Linked DNA regions of Mus musculus: region 1 is linked to region 2. A link is a contact called in public HiChIP or PLAC-seq data. All regions are on one chromosome and are shown on one strand. The core of a region is the stretch at or near the end of the contact, and the rest is flanking DNA. Distances in the headings are between cores, read along the strand shown. Region 1 has its middle 50 kb from the start of A930005H10Rik. Region 2 has its middle 46 kb from the start of S1pr1.

What was found. HiChIP or PLAC-seq counts read pairs in DNA pulled down with a chosen protein or histone mark.
Region 1: a contact with region 2 is called in an HNF4G HiChIP or PLAC-seq map of pancreatic cancer cells. The contact joins two enhancer-like sites. A contact is called at or near these places in 1 of 15 datasets of contacts at CTCF or cohesin (CD8 T cells), 1 of 484 Hi-C or Micro-C datasets (embryonic somatosensory cortex) and 3 of 115 datasets of contacts at active chromatin or transcription factors (CD8 T cells, liver and pancreatic cancer cells).

Annotation. Positions count from the first base shown.
Region 1 is chr3:115,834,772-115,841,966 of GRCm38.p6, reverse strand. No RefSeq gene overlaps it. Among named protein-coding and RNA genes, the nearest start is that of A930005H10Rik, 50 kb to the left of the region's middle. Within about 2 kb of position 3,601, at least 41 of the 459 cell types and tissues checked have an H3K27ac peak or open chromatin away from gene starts, as enhancers often do. A contact at or near this core is called in pancreatic cancer cells, where this site is marked.
Region 2 is chr3:115,757,229-115,763,981 of GRCm38.p6, reverse strand. No RefSeq gene overlaps it. Among named protein-coding and RNA genes, the nearest start is that of S1pr1, 46 kb to the right of the region's middle. Within about 2 kb of position 5,386, at least 74 of the 459 cell types and tissues checked have an H3K27ac peak or open chromatin away from gene starts, as enhancers often do. A contact at or near this core is called in pancreatic cancer cells, where this site is marked.

The sequences.
Region 1 (7,195 bases), core at 2,352-4,851, 80 kb before region 2:
AGATAAAAAGCTTAACATTTTTTCTTTAAAGAAGAGAAAGGTATCATTTATAAATCTTCCAGTAATTATAACCTCATGTTATACTTTAAATTACTTCATTGTTTTCTTTTAGACCATGTTAATATATATTTGGTGTCTATAATTGCACACTAGATTTTTAAAAAAATCTATTTTACAACTGAATTCCTTTTTTAAAAATAGTTTTTGTTTTTAGTTTTTAGGTAGTTTTGTATTTTACAACAGTTTCTGTATGTAACCGCCCATGTGTGTGTGTGTGTGTGTGTGTGTGTGTGTGTGTGTGTGTGTCTATAGCCCAAAGTGTCTTGCTTCTAAACCCAAAAGTTAAAGTAAGGAGAAAAGCTGACATCCTCTCATTTGATGTCCTTGATAAGCTGACAACAGTACTATGAGGAACCTGTGTCATTATTAGAGGACTGTATTTATTTGACAACTGGACCAGTCTGTCTTCAGTCATCCAAAATTTGCATGTCCAAATTAAATCTATGATTTTGCCTTAAACTGTAATGTTTTCTTCATACCATCACGCTCAGGCACCTCATAGAAGAAAAATAGGCCCTGATATATTTTCATGCTAGTTTTAGGATTAGACAGGACAATCTATTATACTCTTACTGTTGGTGCGAATAGAACTCCTGAATTCCAGATTGTCTTAGTTAGGGTTTTACTGCTGTGAAGAGACATCATAACCATGGAAAGTCTTATAAAGGACAGCATTGAATTGGGGCTGGCTTACAGGTTCAGAGGCATCAAGGTAGGAGCATGGCAGCATCTAGACAGGCATGATGTAGGCAGAGCTGAGAGTTCTACATCTTCATCTGAAGGCTGCTAGTGGAAGACTGACTTTCATGCAGCTAGAGTAAGGGGCTTAAGCCCACACCCACAGTGACACACCTACTCCAACAAGGCTACACCTCCTGATAGCGCCAATTCCTGGGCCAAGCATATACAAACCATCACACAGATTCCTCTGGAATGATGATCCCTTTGTATCTGTCTTAGTTAGGGTTTTACTGCTGTGAACAGACACCATGACCAAGGCAAGTCTTATAAAAAACAACATTTAATTGGGGCTGGCTTACAGGTTTAGAGGTTCAGTTCATTATCATCAAGGTGGGAGCAGGGCAGCATCCAGCAGGCATGGTGCAGACAGAGCTGAGAGTTCTACATCTTCATCTGAAAGCTGCTAGTGGAAGACTGACTGACTTCCAGGCAACTAGGGTGAGGATCTTATGCCCACACCCACAGTGACACACCTACTCCAACCAGGTCACACCTATTCCAACACGGCCACACCTCCAAATGGTGCCACTCCCTGGTCCAAGAATATACAAACCATCACAGTATCCAAGCCTAGAATGTCTCATGCTCCCATTAGATCAGACAAGTCAAGACTTTGAATCCATGGGTATGCAGGGTATATCTGTATTTCACCAGTGATAAGGTTTTAAAATGGATCTTTGGGTATTATCAACTTTTACCATTAAAGGATCAAAGTATCAGAGGGAAAACTAAAGAAGCACTTGGTAGTAAATGAGTCCCTTTTTCCTGAGTCTGGCTGGCTGAAGTCACTTGCCTTTTGAAGGTCAAGAACCTCAATAAAAACTAACAAACTTTGCTGTGAAGATTGTGTGCATAAAGACATGTTTCTTATCATAGTCTATGGAACAATGCTAAAATAGCAATTAACAATGCTTAAATCCTTTGTGTTTAATTTTCTGCTTTTCAGCTCTAAAGCTGTAACTTTTTGAGGCCCTCACAGACAAGATTGTAGACTTTGTTTATATTCAGTTCATGCTTTAACTCCCTTGTGAACCTGTTTAATTCAACCCTTTTGACCTATGGTTTGTTTTATTAGCCTGTACTCCTACCCAGTTGTTTTAGTTAGGACTTTATTGCTGTGAATTAAGAGACATCATGACCTAGGGACTCTTATAAAGGAAAACATTTAATTGGTACTGTTTTTCACTTTTAGAGGTTTAGCCCATTATCATCATGACGGGAAGCATGGTAGCATCCAGGCAGACATGGTGCTGGAGAAGGAATTGAGAGTTCTACATCTTGACTTGCAGGCAACAGAAGGGGACTGTTTGCCACAGTGGGCATAGCTTGAGCATAGAAGACCTCAAAGTCTGCCCCCATAATGACACACCTCCTCCAACAAAGCCACACCTCCTAACAGTGCAGCTCCCTAGGGGCAAGCATTCAAACATATGAGTCTATGGGAGCCATACCTATTCAAACCACTATACCAGTGTAGGAACAGCCCTATGATTACATTTACAAAATAAAACGCAAAAACCAAACAAAACACACACAAACACACACACGAAAAACAGCAAACTAGGAAAATAAGTTCTGTAGAAACCCTTTGAAGACTATAGTTTTAGAGGCCACATAAATCATATACATGCTATCGTTAAGTCCCTTAAGTATGACTTTCTCTCTAGAAAAATCCATACCCATTTCTTGGATATGTGCTAGCCTTTCCCTCATCATAGGTCTTTCTCTCCATTGATGCCCACGTTAAAACTTTTTCTTAGTAAGCTCCAACTTTGTTCCAAAAATTATGGTTTTGTTCTACTTTTGAATAATGTAAAAGAATTTCTAAAGAATATTTATCATTTATGATAGATAAAATTTATCATTTTAATATATGAAATATAGATATAGAATAATAGCAAAGATATTTTTAAGACCTCAGTGAATGTAGTTAAAAACAAGGATATCTGACATTCTTATCCTTCTGATATTATCATTGTTTAATTCAGACTTTTTTATTTTAGATTTTTTTATTTTGATATTTTCTTCATTTACATTTCAAATGCTAGGATAGAAGTAGAGGCAGTACTCAAACCTTTTAAAAGTGGTACCTCAAACCTTGACACATCTATCCTCTTCGCCTACCCTTGACTGGAGCATCGTCTACTGATTAGTCTTTACCTGACACTTGGGGGACTCCTGTACTAATGGAGTGGGCTATTGGAGGAGGTTAGTAGTGCTGGCTGTGGCTGTCCTCTGTCAGGTAAGCAAAGCCTTCTCTTCAGCCCCACCCAGCAGATCCCACTTTTCCACAATTGGATCTTGATTGTGCAGAGCTGCATGGAGAAAAGGGAGAGAGGAGGACTGTGTGGCTTCACTAGAACCTCAGACTCCTTTGCTCAAGCTCCACTGGGAACTCAGAATGGTTTTCCTGATCTCAATGAAGCCCCACAGGAGTTTAATGTTCAGCCCGAGAGCCATCTAAAACACAAGTGATGTTAAAGTCCTGATGGTACTTATTCGTCATTTAAAAATAGCTACAATGTTAGTGTGCGATACGGATATCTGTAGAGCAATGGACCAGTCAACCAATAGATAACCAAGGATTGATATCTGTTGTGCCTTCTGTAATTCTGGAATCTTGGAATCACACCAGATAATGCCATTCTCATTTCCAGTGGTCCTTGCTCTTTGTCACAGCAGGAATGGACAGCCCAGCTTTGCATCGATATGACTGACATAGCCCAGGAATGCATGATCTTAGGGGGAAACTGCCACCACGATGGCAGTGTGTGCGTGCCACTGAGTCTCTCTGTTTCCCTCGACATTTTGAAATAAGTCATGACAACATCACCCCAAGTGAGTTTACTTTTGACCCCCTGGGGAATGAGTGCACAGTTTGGAAACTTTGGGGTTACACTAATCCTGATTCATTATCTGGGGCTGGATACATTGTTTCTCAAATAAGAATTAAACTTTATTGAGTTTCAGAAAATAATACCCCAAAGTATGGTATTTTGACAGTTTGAGGACAGGAGATTAAACATTCTGAGAAACAAAGTCCCTCTATGACCTTTCCCTGTCCTCCTGCCTCACCCACTTTGCTCCTGGGAAGCAAGTCATAGAAACCAGAATTCTTCCCTAAAGTGAGTCATAGAAACCACAACTCCTCATCTCAGTCCTGCCCCAGGCCCTGGACATAGGAATGCTACAATCACACACACATACACACCCACACCCACACACACACACCCCCCCACACACACACACACAAAGCAAGAAGAATCTGAACAGGACTTTCAGACCCTTTTTGTGAAAGCGCACTTAAACACCTGCTGTGAAACTTTCTTGAGGGCAGGTATGCAAACAGGCAGTGTCCCCTGGGTCTTTTTTTTTTTTTTTTCTTTTTAGAAGCCTCTCATTGACCACTTCTAGCTAAACTAATTTGTTATGCTAGTTTTCTCAGTAACCTTTCACCCATGACTCTTATGGGTGACCAGACATATCATCTTTCTGTCTTTCTACCTTCTTTTGCAGAGGAAGAAGAGAAAGCAGAAATCATTTAGGAAACACAATTTCTACCTCAGTGTGCAGCAACCTCAGTACTTATTTTCTGAGAAATATTTAGAAACTGGTTTATAGCACAGTGTGTATTTATTAAATGAATGGAGAAAAATGACTCCCTAGTTTGATGAAAATGGTTCCTTCTATTAACCACAGAAGGCCAAAGTGTAAAGGAGTTGTCTACAAAAGCGTACAGCCTCATGCCCAATAGCTATTTGGCTTAAAGGCGACTAACAAGGATGGTTGGATGCACAAGTACATGTCTCTATGAGATATATTGTTTCCAATGCACCACCATGAGAGTAATTTCACAGACAATGAAAATGATTAGTGAACTCTCAATACAAATGCCCATGCATTTATCATTGGATTGTTAAGAAAGAAATTAGAAATTAGAAATTTCTTCCTTAAATATTTGATCAGTGTGAACCTGTCTATAATAGGCAGTTACTGATGATCAAACGCATTTCCTTGAATATATCCAGGCCTGGTTAGATAGTCCACTTCTTCTTATGACATTTGGCAGATTGCTGTTAAGAAACTGGTTCAGTTAGTTTATACTATCCAAGCAGTGACAAAATTGTTCACAATCATCTATCTCAATCCCATTTACATTCATAGATCTATGGCAATATTCTCTTTTGCATTTCTGACTATACTAATATTGTCAGAAGACCGAAGTTGGGCTTATCGCTGTCGCTATTGGTTTCCCTTTCAGGGGTAAGCTCATTGGTCCTTCTGCTCTGGCTTTGCTATTTTTCTTTTCGCTTCCTTGGGATTTAACTTGTTCTGCTCTTTCTGTAGAAGTGGATGACTTTGTTTCTATTTATTATTGCTGCTATCAGCTTTTCTCAAAACACAGGCTTTCCACATCCCACAAATTTTGATGAAGCGACTTTTTGCTGTTATTCAGTTATTTTTTTTAAACACTTAATTTTTTTCCTTGGGTTTTGTCCTTTGACTCATTTGTTGTCTATAAGTGCTGTTATCTATAAGTATGCTGCTTATACCTCATCTGGACATTCTTCAGGGTTTTTTTTTTTCTGGTTATTGGTTAATCCATTAGTTCCATTGTGCTTGGTAGCAGAGCCTTTATTGTTTCCTTTCTAGGAGTATTTGATAGCCCAGAGTATTATCTGTCTTGATAAAAGTTCCCAATGAGCTTGAAAAATAATGTGCAGTGTGTAGTTCTGGCAGATTAATCCACTGGTATAAGTATATCTAGTAGATTTATTTTCACTGAGTTTTCTTCTGACTTTCTGCCCACCAAACTTGTGAATTTCTGACAGAAAAGTGTCAAAGTTTTACCTATAATGATGAATTTTTCTATTCTTCCTCATTCTTCCTTCTAGGTTGGTCTGACATATTTTGGTGTCTGTCGTCAGGCACATATATGTTAAGTATTATTATTTCTTCTTGGAGAACCAGTCCCTTTATTGTCTGATCCTTGATAACTTTCTTTGCTTTGATGTATAATGTGTCTGAAATGAATAGCTATGCCTTCTTCTTGTCATTGGCTTTAGCACCAGTTTGCATGTGGCTGAGGACAGAACTGAACACAGCCCAAAACAAAGTCCTAAACTTCCGTAAAGCACCTTGAGATTTTGGAGCTGGGGATTTGGCTCAGTGGTGGAGCCCTTGCCTACAATACACAAGGCCCTGGACCTCAGCCTCAGCACTGAATAAAAAGTAATTTTAAAAACTTGACTGTGTAACTCTCAAGCATGAAATTGTGGATGATGGTGTTGTATTGTGGAAAGCCTGGACATGACTGCTAGTCTAAGTCAAAAGTCTCATCTAAGTATCATGTAAATCCCTGACAGTTGAAGTGCAATCCACCTCAATGTTGGGGAATGGCTTTGTGGACTGTGTGTGTATTCAGATGCTGGCTACTGTGCCCAGAGATCTGGTTGCAGTCTGGACTTTGGCATTGTCAAGCATTTCATGTCTCAGTGTTATGTAAAAATTGTTCCCCATTACTTCTGACTGGTTATTAAAGAGCTGATCAGCCAATAGCTGGGCAGGAGAGGAGGAGGGAGTTCCTGGTGGAAGTAGGAAAGCAAGATTGGACTGTGAGGATTTGCCATGAGCAGGTGGCCATAAGAGAGTCCAGGAGGACACCAATGGGGTAGGAACAACCTCTGGAGCAAGAACAGCTAGGACAAGACCCAGATGCCAAGTAACACCACATAGTGGGAAGTAGGCCAGGCCAGCACAGTTGTGTTAGAATAGCTCAGTATTTGCCCAGCTATAGTGCAAGAAGATCATTAATAAAAATATTGCGTTTCATCATTTCAGAGCAAGGGCAGGTGTAGAAAAGCCCTGTATATTTACATCTTAAGTCAGTATCCTTCCTAATATGATTCTGGAAGATGAAGCATATTATGTGCTTGCTAAATATAGAGAAATTCTGAAATTACTGCTCCTATTCTGAAAGGGGCAAAGAAAAAGTAGGAAAGAAAAAAATGGAGTCGTAAGAATGACCAGAGGTGATAGCTAGGGCAAGCACAAGAGACATTAAAGGTCAACAATAGTCTTTGACTCGCTGCTCTTCCCTTCAGGCTCATTCTTTGCATTCCAAACCATGGTGATCACAGATTGGTGTCACATCCTGTCTTAGTTAGGGTTTTATTGCTGTGGACAGACACCATGACCAAGGCAACTCTTATAAGGACAACACTTAATTGGGGCTAGCTTACAGGTTCAGAGAGGTTCAGTCCATATCATTAAGGCAGGAACATGGCAGCATCCAGGCAGGCATGGAGCAGGAGGAGCTGAGATTTCTACATCTTCATATGAAGGATGCTAACAGGATACTGGCTTCCAGACAGCTAGGATGAGTGTCTTAAAG
Region 2 (6,753 bases), core at 4,137-6,636:
TTGCAGCTGCTTGTACTTGGAGTTTTTCTAACTATGTCTATACTGGCTGACAGCTTCTCTTTGGTTCTTAGTCACGGCTACGTGTATAAGCAAATATATAGGCAGGTAGATTTTTAAAAATAACATGTAGATTTTGTGTGGAGAAAGCCTTTTGTGACCTTTAAGAGCAGAGTATTTGAGGCCAGGCATGGTGGTCCATTCCTGTAATTCAAGGTCAGCGGGCTATATACCAAGATCCCATCTCAATTAAGAAACCAAAAGATGAACATTGATTTCCAAGGAGGAGTGAGGGCTCGAGTCCAGAGGCCAGCCTGGATTCCATGAGAACCTGTCCCTCAAAACCAACAAAAGAGCGAACACTCTAGTTATTTATTTAGTGAGTTAATCTTCCAGGGAGTTGACAGAGTGGGGTCCTTCGAAGGTCTTCACAAAGATAACAGCTGTGCACAGGGCCATCTGAAGGCTGGGCTCATGTGTCAGCGCCTGGAGTGCTGTGTCAGCTCCTGGGCTGGGATAGTTAGATCAGCTGGAGGTTGCTCAAGAGCTTTAGCTCTGCTTCCTTCCCACACAGCTGTGCAGGCATGCAGTGATACATCTGCCAATGTACGTCTGTGCGCTATCCTGGTTTTACAAATACCATCTCAAGAAGCATGAAACAAACCCTTTACCTCCCAGCTCCCAGAAAAGACCTTGTGGCTTCCTTCATTGAGTTTCCTCTCTGATGCACCCCTCTTTCATTCAGCCCCGATAAGATTATCTTTTATCATGTAAGCTCTTTCTGACATAAACGTATAAGTAAGAGTAGCACATGAAAGGCTACTTTAGTTGGATAAAGAGTATGACCTATGCCTGGTATGATATTGTAAATGCCTCGCAGGCCATGGAGACGTGGGCTGAGTGGACTTGGTATTTTAAGATTTCCTGTGACTAGCAAGGTACGGAAAGTCTTAGAGGCTCATATTGTCTCCTGACTTCCTGAGGCAGTTTTCCTAAGCCATTCTACCTCAGGCAGGCTGTGAAGTGTAGCCTGCTCATACATCGCTGCCCCTTGGTAGTTAAAAATCCAGTCTAGAAGATTCTGCGCCAGCCTTGCTCTCTCTTTCTTAAACTTAACTCTAAATCTTATCAAGGGATTTTAGGGAAGTCACAATTTTATTTTATAAAACTTCCCCTTTGGGTAGTGATTCTGAAGTGTTTGAGAAAGAAGAGCTCAGGCTTAGTTTTGGAAATGAATGACTTGAACATTGATTTTATTTGTGGTTCTGCCATTGCACTTATAATTTTGATGTTGCTGTCTGGATCAGGGCTCTATTGAAGCACTGTGGCCTTTTTTTAATGGCTTGAGCCTTAAGTAGCCTACTGGCTAGTTATGTATGAAATCTTTCTAATTTGAAACTTTCCCTATGAAAGAGGGAACTGCATGCATTTGGGCCTTACTTTCCTCCATCTCAAAAGGAGATTCAATAATAAATACCACCCAGTAATGTTGTTATATTGTACATTGAATGAATTTGCTCATTAAAACAATACAATAAGAGTTCTTAGTATTTGGTAACTGAGCAATAGTCTATATGGAGTTTGGTATCAGCATTGCCTTTGATATCTTTTCCAAATGGCAAAAATATTTTACAGTGGCCACTTGAATGAGTTGGTAGATTATGGGAGTGCTACCATATCCTAGTATCTTCATTTTTTTTTGTCTTTTTTAAAAAGTTTTTGTTTTATTTGTGTATGTGTGTTTGTCTTTGTGTGGGGATAGACATCTGTTTGCGGTGCCCATGGGGGTTAGAAGATGGTGTCAGATCTCCCATAGCTGAATTTATAGGTGGCGATGGACAGCCTAGTGTTAGGGTTATGAAACAAATCCGGACCTCTGAAAGAGCAGCAATTGTTCAGCCCTCTCTCCAGTCCCTGTATTAAGCTGAAATCTCACTTGTTGCTTTACAGTCCAGGCTGGCCTCTAGCTCATCATCTTCTGCCTACCCCTGTGGGTGTGGGCTCCTGCCTTCAGTCTCATTAACTATCTTCACCATGATGTTTAACACTTCTGTCTCACGTCAGTCTTTCAGCCCTTACACAGCCCAGTTCAAATCTACCCACCAGTAAATAGCTGAGTTCAGAACAAAATTAGGAGCGTCTCATTTAAAGCAAAGAGAAAATTAATATGCTTTGCAGAAAATGGCTTTTTATCAAAAATCCCAACAGACATTGACTCTTCAAATGACAAGAGACTGACAAGAAATGGAAAGACATTGAAGCATAAAATGAAAAAAAGTTTGAAAAGGCTAACTCAAGGGCTGTGGGCAAAGCTGAGGCATTTCCAACGGAGCAGTCATTCTGCGATTATTAATTCTCTTCCTTCTAGACTGACTAATGAACGACATTTTCAGTTAATCGGTTTTTCGAAAGTTTCTGTTGCAGCTCTGTTTGTAGTGTTGTGACACGCATCTCCTGGGTACAACTCTTATTATTAACCCTTTGAGGTCCTCAGGCAGTTTCAGTTTCTTCGAAGTCTTGTAACTGTCATCCAGAAAACTGAACCATTTTCTCTAAATGTATCATCTTCTCTAGTTAGCCTCACAGACACACTTGAATCTCTGACGTCTGGATTGAGTGAAGAATTCACACATGGGTCTTACTTAAAGTACATATCATGGCTTCAGTTCCTTTTGGAATTTTACTCATGTTTGTGAGTGTGTGTGTCTCTCTCTCTGTGTTTATATATGTATGTATATATACATAGCCAAGGGGTTAAAATAAGAAGAGAGGTCAGACAATTGACAGGAAGTGGGCAAACTGTTTCAAGTAGGAAGAATATGGGACAAAACTAACACAGTAAAGAGAGACAAAGGAAGAAGTGGGGCCTCACTAAAGTAAGCGATAAAGGAGGGGGGAGAGTCTTTAAAAAGTTGACTAGGTTTCAAAGAAGATGCCATTGAAAGGGTGGATGTGACTGGCAGGCTACTGCCTTGGCAACCTATAAAGAAACCAGGAGTGACAGTTGCCCATTTCTAAGGGTTTGAAAAGCCACTGAGGGTTCAGATACGTTTTCTGGTACAAAGGAAAATTTAAAGCTGGATGTCTGGGTGGTTTTAAGTGTTCATTCTGTGATGTTCATTGACTAGGACACTGGTATTTGGGGGTACTTTTCAGGTGGTCGTTATACTTCCATCTAAAACAACAGGAGAATCAAGAACATTTGACTTTCAGCTTGCTAAGCCCTGTGCAGTATTCATTCATTCATTCATTCATTCATTCACTGCTTTTAGCACACCACAGATGGTCTAAAGTCTTTCATTTTTGTCTTTGTAAAGAGAGTTGCTCTGTTTTTATTCTAATTAAAGTCATAAAACCTTTACTGGGCAATCTGGACTTGCAACATAGAAGAGATGAATGAGATCTACTCCCTCAAAGCTTATGGTCTAACTGAGAGACATGTTTTTGGGTTTAGAGCAACGAGATAAAAATGTGCACAGCATGTGATGAAATTGGAAAGTCAGCAGAAGCAAGGAAAAAAATTAAGGAAAGGCTTTGTTCAGGAGGAAAGTCTGTAGGCAGTGAGCCATTCCTATTCATGTAGGAGTTTCCTAATGTGTACACACATGTCAGCCGCAGGTATGTGTGTACTCTTCTCCACTGCAGGTGCTTATAAGGCACAGTGGATCATAGGGCTGAACTGTAAACTCAGGGTCATGTAGTGGAGAGTGTAGGAAAGGGCTCATTTAAACCCTTGGAAGACCTTGAACAATGAGAGGGCAGTACTGTTTGTCCTCATCTATTCATAAAACTGTAAAATAAACTGCAAACTAAAACCAATATTAAACTGCAAAGTGTCAAAAATCAAACAAGGCTCTGATTTATTTTATTTTTTTTAACTGAGATGACTAGTTTGAGGTACTTAGAAAGGTGTTCATTAGTGTTTTGGTTATTTTTCTACCACTGTGACTACGGCTTTGACAAAGCACTGTGACCAAAGCAATGTATAAGAGAGTTTATTGTGGCTTACAGTTCTGGAGGGTAAGTCCATGACCATCATGGTGAGCATAGCGGCAGGCAGGTAGGCGTGGTGCTGGAACAGTAGCTAAGAGCTTACATCCGATCACAGCATGAGTGGGAGAGAGACAGAGAGAGAGAGAGAGAGAGAGAGAGAGAGAGAGAGAGAGAGAGAGAGAGCTCACTAGAATGGTGTGGACTTTTGAAACCTCACTGTCTGCACAGTGTCCCACCTCCTCCAAAAAGGCCACACCCATCCTTCTCAACTGTTTCACCAACTGGGGGCCAACCACACACATATATAGCTTGTAGGAGGAGGGCAGTCTCATTTAAACAATTAGCATATGTTAATTATATAATAGTGGGCTTCATTGTGGCATCTTTGTGCTCATCTCTGCATAGAATATATTTTGATTATATTAACCCTTCATGATCCCCTTCTTCCCACCTAGTCCTTGCTTCTATTTTTTTTCTGTTTGTAGATGTGGTATGTGTAGGGGGAGGGGGCAGGGAAAAAACACAAATAAGTTTCATCTGGGACACTTGCAGAAGCATAGACACCTTACTAGTGGCTAAACCACTGAAGAAATGTCTCTCTCATTTACATGCCATTCACAGCGTATGAATACTCAGGGGGTGGGGCAGAGTCTCAAGAACCCTTCCTTGAGGTATAGAGCTGAGACTGACCTACTAGGCTGGTAGTTTTGGAACCTGAAGACTGCCTTGCCATCCCAGCGTCACAAACTCTGACACACACCAAAGCAAACTTCTGCTAAGAAACTCTGCTCTTCACAGTGGACTCTAAACTTGGTTCCCCATCTTTCAATCATCAATCAGACTATCAGATTGTGTTTGATGTCAGCAGGAGGCATTAGAGAAACGGGGTGAACGCTGCAGCAGGCATTACAACCTCCAACCTCGTGGAGTTATTTTTGTTAGGAAAAAGGTATACTGAGAAGTGTGAATGATGGAATATGGGGAGCTTGACCTGGTCCAGAGGCCAGCTCAGTTTAAATCTCTCGAGGGACCTGCTGCTGCCGGTACCCACTGGCGGCACTCTCAGACACTGGCTCAACTGCTCAGAAGCCTCATTACATTACACCTTTCTCCCCCACTTCCAGATCAAGGTCACACCCTTCCTCCCACAAGCAAGCCAAGGTCACACCCGTCCCTCACCCCCCACCTCTCAACCCCGGCAGCAGGACGCCCGCTGTGTGTTGTTTCAAGTTTCACAGCACCCTGAATGGTTGGCTTGCATTTCATTTGGCTTTCTCCCTCTTCTCAATCCTGAGTAGGCCCCCTCCTTTGCATGGGTGTTGACCCTAGCACCGCTCCCTGGTAAACATCTGGAAAGCCAAACTCTGCCTGAATCTGCTTCCTGGAGTGCTTTACAGCATGAAAACCCTCGATGAGTCAGATAGTGAAAGGTACTGAGTGGCTGAGGTAGACAGGGGCGGAGCTGAGAAGCAATGGGCAGACCACAGTGACGATAAGGTTCTATATTAAAGCATTGACCAGAGAAGGAAGCCTCCGTGTGTGGCTGTAGTGTGGATCGAATAGAGGGCCTGCCTTGAGATCTAAACCCCAAGCTTTTCCAAATGTATTTTTTCAGGGTAGCTGTAGTGTATATATGCCTGTCTGAAAACATTACTACAAACCCATTTTATACAATTAATATGTACTAACAAGTGATTCTCTTCTTCTAGATACTAATGATAAGAATTAAGATGCCCAACTTCTTATGTCTTCAGAACATTGCTTTTCATCCTTTCCTCCTTACCAACCGAAGCTGCTGAACCCACACCATGGCTTATGCAGCTACAGTCCTGCGAGATAACGTTCTAGAATTACGTAGCTCCAGCTTTTCAAGATATCCCGGGAGGGAGAGTTGTGAAAGTGACTTCTGTGATGATAAAAGGCAAACTGATGAGTGCTAGTGGAAAAGATTAAGATAAAGTCACTGGGCTCTTGACCTCTACACATCAAAAGATGGACTCACCCTCCCCCTCCCCCAGATACTGAACCCACCCCATGGCTTACACAGCTATAGTCCTGTTTCTTAGTTTTGATGTGTTACCTTAAGTCCAAGGTAGATGTGGGCGCAGTCATTATACTAGCACAGTGTATATGAAGAATTGTGAGGTAACCCATCAAGACGAGAGCTCTGTAAGGGTTTATTGAGTATAACCATCATTTTACAACCTGTACATATTCAAAATGTACATGTTGGTAAGTTTTAATGCATGCACACATCTTTGCGACCATCAGCAAGAGTCAAGATGACACGTATTTCCGACACCCCAGAGGATTTTCTGTGTCCCCCTTGTCACGCCTTTGTCTCTTGCTTCCCTTTTCTCTCCCGTGGCAAAGGCTTCACCCTCTCTGTGTCTCTCCAGACAGCTTTGCACTGCGTGGAATTTATAAGAGTGTAAGCACGCATTGTGTGCTATTCCACATCACCGTCTTCTTTCCAACGTAATACTTTTAAAAAACAGATGTCAAGTGTTTTGTTGTGTGATATTTTATGTTATCAAACATTACGCACGAGAAATCTTGCTTGTGTTACATGTTATATATTACTAATGCAAATAGTAAAAAGGTGTTCCCCTACTTTCAAACACGGGTTTATTTATTTGTGTGTGTGTGTGTGCGTGTGTTAGCTCACATGTATCATGTGCATGGAGAGGTCTGGAGAGGCCAGAAAGAGGGATTGGATCTGTTGAAACTGAAATGACAAGTAGGACTGCTCCATGGGTGCTA